Linked DNA regions of Triticum aestivum: region 2 is linked to region 1. A link is a contact called in public Hi-C data. All regions are on one chromosome and are shown on one strand. Each heading gives the region's core, a stretch centred on a gene start, on an enhancer-like site or on the middle of the called end of the contact. The rest is flanking DNA. Distances are from core to core; before and after follow the strand shown.

Region 1 (2,770 bases), core at 246-2,745:
GGCGGGTGGCGAGCGCCGGCTGGATGCGGCTGACGGGCTCCACCACGGACCGGAACTCCAGCGTGCCGACGTCGACGCAAGCAGCCTCGCAGGGGCCGCGGGGAGCAGCCTCACAGGGGTCGCGCTGATGCCTCTGCTCGGGCCGTAGAGATGGCCCGCCGCGCCCGCGCCGCACTTGTCGGCGAGGCCGACGCACGCGAGGCTGTGGAACGACGACGCGGCGTGGCGGCTCCGCTACGTTGCACCGATACGGCGATACGATCACGCCCTCCAGCTCCCGGCAACCCTCCAACCCCCCAACCAACCGACCTCTCGATCGATCGTAGCAGCTTCTCCTTTTTCGATGGCGGTGGATCTGACCCCGAGGCAGCCGGCCAAGGCCTACGGCGGCGCCTACTACGAGTGGAGCCCCGCCGAGCTGCCCATGCTCGGCGTCGCCTCCATCGGCGCCGCCAAGCTCTCGCTCGCCGCCGGCGGCATGTCGCTTCCCAGCTACTCCGACTCCGCCAAGGTCGCCTACGTCCTTCAGGATATGCATACCACCGATCCATCGATCCCCTCTCGCAGACTCCCACCCCCCCTCCCAGCGCGATCGCTGTCTGGTCTGTGCGGGACCCGAATTCTGCTTCGGTCGTAGACGGTCGCGGGTTGATCGAATCTGTTTGTTTCAGTATCTAGTTCAGATCGAAAGCAGCAGCCGATTGGAATTGGACAGAGTCTCAGGTCTTCTAAATTATATGTCTGTCTACTACACGGTGTGGTCAGTTCTGAAATCGTGCTAGTTGTTCAGTCTCGTCAGTTCAGTTTAACAAAAACGAACAGTATTGCGATGCTTTACTGAATTGTTGATGGTCGCATATGAATCTAGCTTGTTGGTTTCAGACTGAATTTTTTGTGGTAGCGGGTTAATCTGTAACTTAGATCGATTGCTTCTGTAAATTGGTTTCAGATAGGCGCAAGCTCCTCACCAACCTCATGCTCTCCGAGAACCCAGGTAGCTAACCAGATCGACCAAATGCATCGCATTCACATGCAAACCTGTTGTTGAGCAGAGTGTAGTTGGCGTCGTAGCGATCTTGGTCATGAGCTCTGTAACATTGCTGAATCGAGGAAACGGCAGGGGCCTTTGTGCAAAATTGCAAGAGCTGACCGGTCCACCCTCTAGACTGCCACTTGTCATGTTGTAATTGGCTGTGGACCAAAACATCACATAGGGTGTCAAATTGTGGGAGTCCTCAGTAACATTTTGCAAGTTTTGAACTAAAACATCACATTCTGTGCAAGTTTGTGGATCTGGGGTGCTATTACCTCGTAAAAATCCATGAATCCGGGGGAATGGGAAAGCAACTCTGTCTGCTCTGGTTTACCATCCATCATCATACAAGTGAATGCATGTTCAGGTTGAAGACAATCATCCAGGCCAGATTAAAAAGGGCTAATACTCATCCATCATCCTATATAATCATCTGTCATTCAGCGGTTTCTCATTGACTGGAACTGCATACCAGCCTCCATGAACCAGATGGGTGCTGCTGCTTCACGCTTTCTTGCTACGTCGCTGTCTGCGCGAGCCTGTGGACTTGGCTAGCTCAAGGAGAAACTAAAGGTTTCCCCCGGCAGCAGGAGAGCCACTGGCGCGCACATCGTCGTTCATCACCAGCTAGCGAAGCAAACAAGGAGCTCAGAAAGAGGCGGCCGCGGCCGGCCGGCCATCCGGTCGCTGTCCGACAGCTCCTAGACAGCGGCGTCGACCGCGCCCGGCCGGCGCCGAGCTAGCTAGCCCAACGACAACCTGCCCATGAGGCAACCATGCTCTTCCTCTTCACAAAGTACTTATCCAGGGGCAGCAAGAACGCGGCAGCCGGCGACGACGACAGGAGGCAGAGGCAGAAGCAGAAGCAGCGCGAGATGCCGGCGGCGTCGGCATCGAATGGGGCTGCGGACCGCGAGCACGGGTGCATGCCCGGCTGCGTGCCGGTGCGCGCCAAGCGGACGGCCACGGTTACGACCGTCACGACCACGTCGGCGAGGACGTCGCGGCACAACTTCGTCAGGTCAGCGGCGTCGGGGCTGTTCCCCGGGGCGCCGGTGTTCACCAACCACGAGTCCCTCCCGCCGCTCCCTGAGGCCTACTCGGAGTTCGCCTCCGCGTTCCCGCAGTACGGCGGGCTAGCCGGCTCGGCGGACGCGATCAGGGACGGGGAGTACAGGCACCTCGACCGCCACGTCTGCCTGGACTACAACGGGATGAACCTCTTCTCCCACGCGCAGATGAACTCGTCGCTGCCGTCCACGTCAGCTCCGGCGGAGCCGTCGGCGTGGCAGCCCCCCTTCTTCGACATCGCGTACAGGTCGGCGAGCCTGCGGTCGCAGGTGCAGCAATGCGGGGACGGCACTGCCGCCGCATCCGCGGCGGGGGGCATCAGCGGCGCCGTCACGAGGCGCATCATGGCGTCCCTTAAGATCCCCGAGGACGAGTACACCATGGTGTGCACGGCGAACCGGACCACGGCCTTCCGGCTGCTGGCAGAATCCTACTCCTTCACTCCCGGCGGCGGCAGGAAGAAGCTGCTCTCCGTGTACGACTACGAGAGCGAGGCGGTGGGTGCCATGGCTCAGAGCGCGCGCAGCCGCGGCGCGGAGGTCATGAACGCGAGCTTCGCGTGGCCGAGCATGCGCGTCCACGCCGCGGACCTCCGCAAAAAGCTGCTCCGTGGGCGGCGGCGGCAGCGCGGCCGCGGGCTCTTCGTGTTTCCGCTGGTGTCCCGCA
Region 2 (2,879 bases), core at 360-2,859, 490 kb before region 1:
GAGATCAGCGCGTACACCACGCCGTTCATATGCCCCTTCCCGATGACCCCAACCACCGTCTTGCTCTTGTTCACGGCCTTGCTCCTCTTTAGGGACCAAGCCATGTACTGAGAAGCAAACATGCAAAAGAAAAAAAACATCTAGTTCATGCTTCATAGACAATGCTGGTTTGTTTTCAGATGAAGTATGAAGTAGGTTGGAATTTTCAGATGAAAGTTGCGGAGAAGCCATATCGTACCATGTCGCGCTCATGTATGAGAGGCTGCAGCAGCGAAGGATATGAGCTGCTAAGCTTCTCGTACAACTCGTACGGGCTAACCGCAGCTTTCTCATCCTGCTGATAGTTAGCAGCCAGACATGCATGCATGTCAGTAAGACTAAGACGGTAACTGCAAAAAATGGTACTTTGGCTAATTGATTAACAGGAAGACTGGAAACTGGAGCAACACAGGTAGTAGCATTTACCGGCATATCGGTGGTTGAAGTGATTCCACGGAATAATGAGATTACGAGTTTAGTCTTTTCATCCCAGCTGAGGGATTTCAAAGCTCGTTCAAGCTACAAGAACAAAATGTGACACCATCAGTGACACATCACATGTAACTAGCATATGATCAGCTTGCTTAGTTGCAGATGTCCACATACAGTTATTTCAATAGGGCGATCCCCAAGAACGAGCTGAGCGCCAATATCTTCAGACACCCTCCTAGCTGCTCGGAACTGCATGAAGATTTGATAACAAAACAATTCGAGGTTCTGAGTCGTTCCATAACAATATGTGAAAGACTGACATGAGCAAACAGAGTACCTCCTCCCCAAACGGCCGGTTCGCGCCAGAAGAAATCTTGGAAGAAAAAACAGCCAGGAGCAAACGCAGAGCAAGAGCACTCTGTCCACCTGCACCGTCGCAAAAAGATGGCAATGAAATCAGCAGCGTTCCATTTGTTCGAGGAACCTGAGGTAGCACATAGTACCCAGGTTGATGCTCCGGTTGACGGCTCCCAAGAACTTGGCGCCGCCGAGCGAAAACATGTTGGATTTCAACAGCGGCTCGCCGGAGGCGTCGTCGGAAGCGTACATGATCCCGGCTCTGCAGTAAGGGCACTGCAAAGGCACCGCTCAGATTTCGAAGAGAGAAACGGTGATGATACGGTCGGTCGGGATACTGGATCATGCCTGCTCCGGCAGAGTTCGACGACGACGTTGTCGGGGTGGACGGCACGGAGCACGCGCTCGACCTCGTCGGCAGACTCCGCGGAGAGGTGCGAGGTCCCGAGGATCCACACGTCCTCGGGCTCAGCGAAATCCGGCGGCCGCCACGCCGGCACCGGCCCGAACCGCCGCCGCGGGACGCGTACCAGTGCACCGGACTCGACCAACCCAGCCAGCGCGGGGTCCGCGGTGGCGGCGCTGGCACGCGTATCGGCGAGCGACGCGGACCGGTAGTCGAAGCACGGCGGCGGAGGCGGCAGGGGCGGCCGGAAGGACGCGGCTGTGGATGGCGTGGGGCCCGCTGCCATTTCTTCTTCTGGTTTGTGGTGCCCGCGCAGACGCGCGGCGCGGGAGGATATTGTGACAAAATTATGGGCGGCTGTGGAGCGCTTGGTCCGGAGATGGATGGCGTAAATGGGCTCGGTGCCACTCGCGTAGTCGCGTTACGCCGATCTCGGATCCCGATCGTATAGATTTTCTGCAGAATTTTTGTGACACATTCGGCCCTGCACTAGGCCAGTTGCAACAAAAAATTAGTAAGCCCAAACTCCCCCTATCAAATTTACGAACTTTTTCACACAGTTCTAAAAAAATGATTTTTTTTACATTAGTAAACTTATTTTAAAATTTTGAACTTTTAAATATTCGTGATTTTTAAAAAATTTATGATTTTTTTAGATTCATGGTTTTTTAAAGTCAACGATCAACTGATATTACATAAATCTACGCAGTTGCCCAAGAATTCTCTATATATTCTTAATCAACGTCCTATATATAGAGAGAATGGCCCTCACCAACTGAAAATACCAATTTGTTAAGAATCAATTGAAGTGAAGCCATAGTGTCACCGTTGGCTGGAATTGATATATTCACGAGATCCAGGTCACAATTTGTATTGACTAAAGGAATAGTAGGGATTCAATCTGACGGCGATCAGCCGATCAATGGCCGAGTTGTCAACCCTGAGAACCAAGTGAGGGGGAGGGAGCAGTGCTCGGTTTGCTTGCTGGGCCAGCCCACACAAGTAGCGCATGAGCGCATCTCTGCTTCCTTGATGCATAAAGCGTTGTATAGGAGGTCTGGAGGTTTGGTAGGCTGCATTGTTTTTGTCCTCCCTGCATCTGTGGCTGAGCAGCACGTGACTCGGGTTACACATGCCAAAATCATGTTGTGAACATCACCGACGGGAATGGGCAAAGGGTCCTGCAGATTGAGACCTGTAAAGTGAAGGGAGAGAAAGACAAGTGTACTTCACACGCGTCTTTGCGGTGTAAACAACAAATTTACATGAAAATATAACCGACTTAAGGAAAGGATCAAAATGTTCACGTCCCACACCGACTTAAGCCGAGCACTAGACAACCTCAGTGGTCCGGGTCCGTCGCTCACACCCCGAGCCGGCTCCTGTGAACGCCGTTGCGCCTGCTCATACCCGGGTTGGCCAGCGGGTGAGCGACGCTGACAGGCAAAGCCGGCGGCCCGTCGTGTGCAGGGCGTCGCGCTAGAGGGTGCACTAGGTCGCAACGAAAACCATTACAGAGAAGTGGCCTTGTTCACGTCCACGCCCCACGCGCCATGGACCCCAGAAAAAACCGGGTGGTTACGTGGCGGCCGTGGAGATCCGATGGCGAGGAGCGCGCCACCGAGTAATCGAGCCGAGGCACGAG

The links. Hi-C and Micro-C count contacts between places; a contact is called where the count stands out from the background.
Region 2: a Hi-C map of leaf shows a contact between it and region 1, with 7 times the contacts expected there. The contact joins the promoter of LOC123160778 here to the promoter of LOC123156161 in region 1. A contact is called at or near these places in 3 of 5 Hi-C or Micro-C datasets (all in leaf).

The regions. Positions count from the first base shown.
Region 1 is chr7B:246,285,211-246,287,980 of IWGSC CS RefSeq v2.1, reverse strand. It overlaps LOC123156161, which reads left to right and starts at 1,495. Exons shown (of 1, transcript XM_044574329.1): 1 at 1,495-2,770. The coding sequence starts at 1,810. It also overlaps the pseudogene LOC123156164.
Region 2 is chr7B:246,770,425-246,773,303 of IWGSC CS RefSeq v2.1, reverse strand. LOC123160778 (traB domain-containing protein) reads right to left here and starts at 1,609. Exons shown (of 7, transcript XM_044578615.1): 1 at 1,177-1,609; 2 at 975-1,090; 3 at 809-897; 4 at 646-720; 5 at 466-558; 6 at 239-334; 7 at 1-107. The coding sequence starts at 1,520.